Regions from separate parts of the Mus musculus genome. Here region 1 is linked to region 2. A link is a contact called in public HiChIP or PLAC-seq data. All regions are on one chromosome and are shown on one strand. Each heading gives the region's core, a stretch centred on a gene start, on an enhancer-like site or on the middle of the called end of the contact. The rest is flanking DNA. Distances are from core to core; before and after follow the strand shown. Region 1 holds the start of Dglucy (D-glutamate cyclase). Region 2 overlaps Rps6ka5 (ribosomal protein S6 kinase, polypeptide 5).

Region 1 (2,700 bases), core at 87-2,586, 97 kb after region 2:
CTTTAACACCCTCATCCTAGCTGCTTGGAAGCCAGTCTTCTCCTAGAAGCCTTCGGACGAAGATGTAGAACTCTCAGCTCCTCCTGTACCATGCCTGCCTGGATGGTTCTATACTCCTGCCTTAATGATAATGACTGAACCTGTAAGCCAGCCTCAATTAAATGTTGTCCTTTATTAGAGCTGCCTTGGTCATGGTATCTGTTCACAGTAAAACCCTAACTAAGACATTCTCCTTATTTCACTCAGCACAATGTCTTTGTCTCCATTTATTCAGGTTGCTATGACAAAATACCACAAGCTGGATGGCTTGTAGAGAGCAGAAATTTATTTCTCACAAGTCAAGACTGGGAAGGCTAAGTAAGATCAAGGTGCCAGTGGATTCAAGTATCCTGTGGAAGTCTGGGTTTTTGGTTTTGGTGGTGGTCGTGGGGTGCAGATGGTGTCTTCTCTCTGTCTTATAACAAAGGGCAAGGCACACCCATCCCAATTCCTCCAGGAGGGGGAGAAGTTAACCAACTGGAGAAAAAGAATTAGAAAAGTGACCCAAGAAGAGACATGCCAAGGCTGGCACCAAAAGGACCTGCACTGTGCTTACGTGTGTGGTTTGTGCTGGGGTTGGGGTATGAGGCTCGGGAGCGGTAGGGAAGGTGAAACCACAGAGACTGGCTGGCACCATCTGCTTTAGAACCTTGTGTGGTTGGGATTAAGGCTGGCTCTGAAGGGAAGTCCTGAAAGCTTTGAGGCAAGAGAAAGCAGAACCTGCTCTTCCTCAGAGGAAGCATTCAGACCAAGGGAGGAAAAACCCCCACAGGCCTGCCCGTGTCTTTCAAGCATAGTCTGAGTGCTAGAGACTGGCCTAGTGTTGCGTTCCTATTATCTCAGATGAGTCCAGGGAACATTGAATGCTGGAGAGCAACTTACCCTGCCTAACCCAGCACAGCCCCAGGGCTAGCAGCCATTGATCTGCAAGAGCCTGACTCTCGCTCGGGTCAACACCTGCATTTTCGCCTGTACCTCAAATGACCCAGTGCAGTCTGACATTTGGACAGCACAGACAGCAATCCCAGTCTGGCTTCACACGGGAATTACCAGGGTAGTTGTGAAACTCCTCAGGGCTTACGTGAGTTCCTAGGTCTGTGACATTAGAATTTTTGGGACTTCCACCCTGCTGCAGCAGGTTTTCCAATCATCATGGCCATGCCTTTGTGTCATGCTTCCTTGCTGCCCGGGGAAAGCAAGAAACTCCCGCAAAGGGAAGTAACCTTAGAGGGCTCTGTGACTTTAAGAACCAGGACTGGCATCCTGCCATGGAAGTCTCCACCCCAGTACAGGCCTTGAGAGCATTGGCTGCAGGGTAGCAGAGCTGTAGCAGCCAGTGGTGCCTGGGGCTGTGCCCAGGCATGTAGATCAGAGACTGAGCCGGGCAGAGCAAGCTGGTGGCAGTGGCGGTGGCGACAGGCAGCCCCAGAAGCCCCTGTGAGCTGAAGAAAGAGAGCTTTATGCCTTTCAGAAGGAAGCTCGCTCTGCAAGGCTGAGGAAACAAAAGGAAGAATTGTGTGTGGACTCTAGTCCAGACATCTCAAACCAACAGTAAGTCAGCAGGGAACGTGAACGCGGCATAGTTCTCTGCCCTAGGCAACATCCACACACCCCACCCTACCCTATCCCAGCCCAAGCGTTTGAGGAAACTGCTCCAGGGGGCTATAAGCCAAAATCAGTTAACAGGCTTTCTGCTAGAAGCCACCAGGGCCTCCCCTTGAAAGTCAAATCTCTGCATATGACACTGGGGACCATGAGTTGTGGAATTGCTTCTCTACCCTCCTGGGATGGCCTTTCAGGACACCTTCCAGACCTTGAGAACCCCAAGATCATGAGAAAGCAAAGAAGGGGAAATTGAAATCATAGGCTTTGAGTGGCTGCCAACTTTGGGCCACAACCTGCTAGGGAGGAGGAAATGAAGCTAGTGGCAGAGACTTCAGGGCTGGCATGAGGGGAGGACAGACCAAGCCAATGCAGGCCTAGGGGTGTTGGCCAGATAACCACAGGGCTCGAGGTGCCTCTCTCTGCTTTTGAGGGATGATTGCTGAAGGTGAGGCAAACTCACATTGAGAGCTTGCTTCAGTCCCCACTGCGGGAGCCAAGGCTCTCTTGTCATAGGTGGCTGGGGGAACAAACCCTCTGACCTGTGCAGAAGGCAGAGCCCTGTGACTCTGGGAAGTCTCTTCCTATCTGTGTGATTAACCTAGGGGTTCGTTAACAGCCATCTTCCTGACTTCATGAACATGTATGTGTGCTAGGGAGGGCAGGAGGCAGCATGTTGGCACTGATTGGTCCAGAAGGAGCGAGCGTTGTTCCTTCAAAGTAGCTAAACACTGTCAAAGGAGGGGGAAATAAAGCCAGGAGCAAGAAGCAGAAGGAAAGCAGCATCCACTAAACAGATGGGGGAAACTGAGGCAGAAAGACAAGGCAGGATAGAACCAGCTGAAAGCTAGACTGGGCTTGCACACATTCCGATAAAGAATTTTTGTGTTAGCTTCCCATTCATATAACAAGACCCTTGACATGAGCAGCAACGTTAAGGAGGAAAAGTTTATTTGGGCTTATGATGTCAAAGGTTCCATCCATCCAGTCCATAGCCCTTTGACCTGGCCGTTTCCAGGATCTTTCAACATGGCTGAAGCAGGTGGGAGAGGGAAGCAG
Region 2 (2,700 bases), core at 121-2,620:
ATTCATATTTTAAATTAAGTTTTAAATTATTTTAATTTAAAAATTTTAAAGGGAGCAGTAAGTCTTAAGCAGATCAATGGGTCCACCCAGCTCACCATGACTAAGGTTTCTGTTTGGGGTATGCAGTGTTCTGAATAAAAAAAGGCCCCCATAGGGTCATATATTTGCATGGTTCGCCCCCAGCTGATGAACTGTTTGGAAAGGATTAGGAAGCATGACTTTGCTGGGAAAAGTACTGGAGAGAGCTGCCTCCATGGGCTGTGAGCTTCCAAAGCCCACAGCAGGCCTAGTGTCTGCAGCCCACTGCCACGCCTGCTGCCTGTGGATCGGGATGTAAAGCTCGCTCCACTGCTCCAGCACCACGTCTGCCAGGATGATGGACTCAGCCAGTTAAATGCTTTCTCTGACAAGAGCTGCCTTGGTCATGGTGGCTCTTCTGAGCAATAGAACAGTAACTAAGACAGGGAAAGGATTTTTTTAAGAAGCAAACAGTAATATTGTATTACACTCACATAGATTCTGAAACAAACACATAATCAAACATGTGAGTCTCAACAGTTCTCACTTCTATGCTATTGTTTTGTCAGTACAATTAAAGCCTTTGAACATGAAGTGCTAAAAATAAACTGTATTTTTTTCTTAATTAAATTGTTAGCCTCAAGAACAAGATCTCAAACTTCCAAATAAAAATACTAACACTATTAGAATAAGACTTAAAATATTTACAGATATTATTTCACCATAGAGGTGAAATAAACATTACCAACTCATGACTGTTTTCTACATTTGTGAGCAGTCACAGGCTTAATAAGTCCCAATCATGTTGCTCAGAAGATGAGCTTCAGGCCTGGGGCCAAGGCACCAGAGCCAACACGGCTGGAGCAGTTACAACTGTCACTGTCCTTGTCCCCACCACAAAGGTGATGGCACTTTATTGTGGTTGTGGTTGTAAGAGGACAGCAATCTTTGTTCCTTCTCCTATTCAGAGTATTCCTCCAGCACACTCCTTTCCTAGTTCTCCCCACAGCTAAGAGGGGTTAGTAAGCCTGTGTAAGTCCAAAATTCTGAAAGAAAACTAAAAATTACATTGTTCTCAATACATGAGTGGGGGAGGGGGGGCAGGTAGCAGGTAGAGTTCCTAGTAAAAAGATCAGCTGCTGACTAAGGCAGATACAGATACTTACACCCAACCAGTGGGCTGAAAAGGGCTGTGGTTGAATTAGGGGAAGGCTGGAAGAAGCTGGAAAGGAGGGCTACCCCATAGGAAGACCAGCAGTCTCAACTAACTCACACCCCTGAGATCTTCCAGACACTGAGCCACCAACCAGGCAGCACATACAAGCTGATCCGAGCCCCGTCTCCCTCACCCCTGCCCGGGCACATATACAAGAGAGGACTTCCTGCTCTGGCCTCGGGAGAAGATGCGCCTCACCCTCCAGAGACTTGAGGCCCCAGGAAATGGGGAGGCCTGGTGGGGGTGGGGTGGGGTGACACATCCTCGTGTAGACAGGTGGGAGCAGGAATGGGATAAGGAACTGTGGGAGGGCGGAGTAGAAGGGGGTAACTACTGGACTGTAAAAAAATAAAAATGATATAATAATAATCAATCATATGGGTCTTCATTTTTTCCATTTATTACTTACTGACTTATGTGTATGAGCTGTGGCATGTATGTGGCAAGCAGAGCATATCTTCTGGTAACCAGGTCTCTCTTTTTACCACGTGGGTCCCATGACCACTCAGGTTTCCAGTCACTGCAGCAAGCACCTTTACCTGTTAAACCACCTCACCTGCCCCATTTGAGGAGTTTTGACTCAAATTTCCAGCACGGCCTGACTTCTTAGGGAAGACAGACAGACGGCTCTCTCGTTCTTCTTCCTCAGTGTGTATGGCAGTTAACAAAGCAGATGTGGTTGTCCTGATGCTATGTTTTGACCAGTTTGTTTGTTTGTTTATTTGTTTGTTTGACAAGAGGATAACATGATGGATATGTTCACAATATACTACATACATCTATAAAATTGTCAACATTTAAATAAAAAATAATTTCTAAAAAGAGACAGGAAAGAATATGTTTCTTTTCTTGCTCTGTTTTCTCCCACATGAGAAATCAGTCACCAGAGACTACAGCTGAAAATGTCTGATCCTGGGCATTTCAGCCTCCAGAAGGGAGTCATGGCTATTTATTGAATTTGTTGTTGTTATTGTTTGGGAACATATTTTTGGTTTTAGAGAAGGTCACTTTAGATAAACTCACTTTGCTGTTCAGGTGGGCCTATAATTCAGGCTAGCTTCACATCAGCAGCAATTCTACTTGGCCTCTCAGGTACAGTGAGTATGAGTGTGAGCCCCATTCCCAACTTATATGTCAATGGTATTTTTATTATGAAAGTCTGAATAAGATAACTGGAGTTCCTCTCCCTTCTAACATTATAAACCACATGCCTAGATGTGCTGGTCCTGAGATCATGACTAGACAGAGCCAGTCGGGAAGGAAAATTCATATAATAGTTCTATGCTGACATAATGGAAGTATGCACAATTACTGCTAAGGTGGCTAAGTACTCGGATTCTCAGAAGCAACTGCTGCTTGCTGTACATGGACAGGTCCCTGTGGCTCCTGAGGGCTAGAAGAGCAGCCTGGTAGACCAGAGTTTGGGCATTTCTGGTTAGAACAGAAAAATGACACCAAACCAGAAC

Evidence for each region. HiChIP or PLAC-seq counts read pairs in DNA pulled down with a chosen protein or histone mark.
Region 1: a CTCF HiChIP or PLAC-seq map of CD8 T cells shows a contact between it and region 2, with 7 read pairs. The contact joins the promoter of Dglucy here to the enhancer-like site in region 2. A contact is called at or near these places in 2 of 39 promoter capture datasets (both in the C10 cell line), 1 of 15 datasets of contacts at CTCF or cohesin (CD8 T cells), 2 of 115 datasets of contacts at active chromatin or transcription factors (CD8 T cells and heart atrium) and 3 of 9 other capture datasets (adipose tissue, liver and pancreatic islet).

The regions. Positions count from the first base shown.
Region 1 is chr12:100,777,721-100,780,420 of GRCm38.p6, forward strand. It overlaps Dglucy (D-glutamate cyclase), which reads left to right and starts at 1,337. Exons shown (of 13, transcript NM_145448.5): 1 at 1,337-1,590. Gm40558 (a long non-coding RNA gene) reads left to right here. Exons shown (of 3, transcript XR_872933.1): 3 at 1-25.
Region 2 is chr12:100,680,546-100,683,245 of GRCm38.p6, forward strand. All of the region lies in intron 1 of Rps6ka5 (ribosomal protein S6 kinase, polypeptide 5), which reads right to left. Among named protein-coding and RNA genes, the nearest start is that of Rps6ka5, 43 kb to the right of the region's middle. Within about 2 kb of position 1,371, at least 42 of the 459 cell types and tissues checked have an H3K27ac peak or open chromatin away from gene starts, as enhancers often do. A contact at or near this core is called in CD8 T cells, where this site is marked.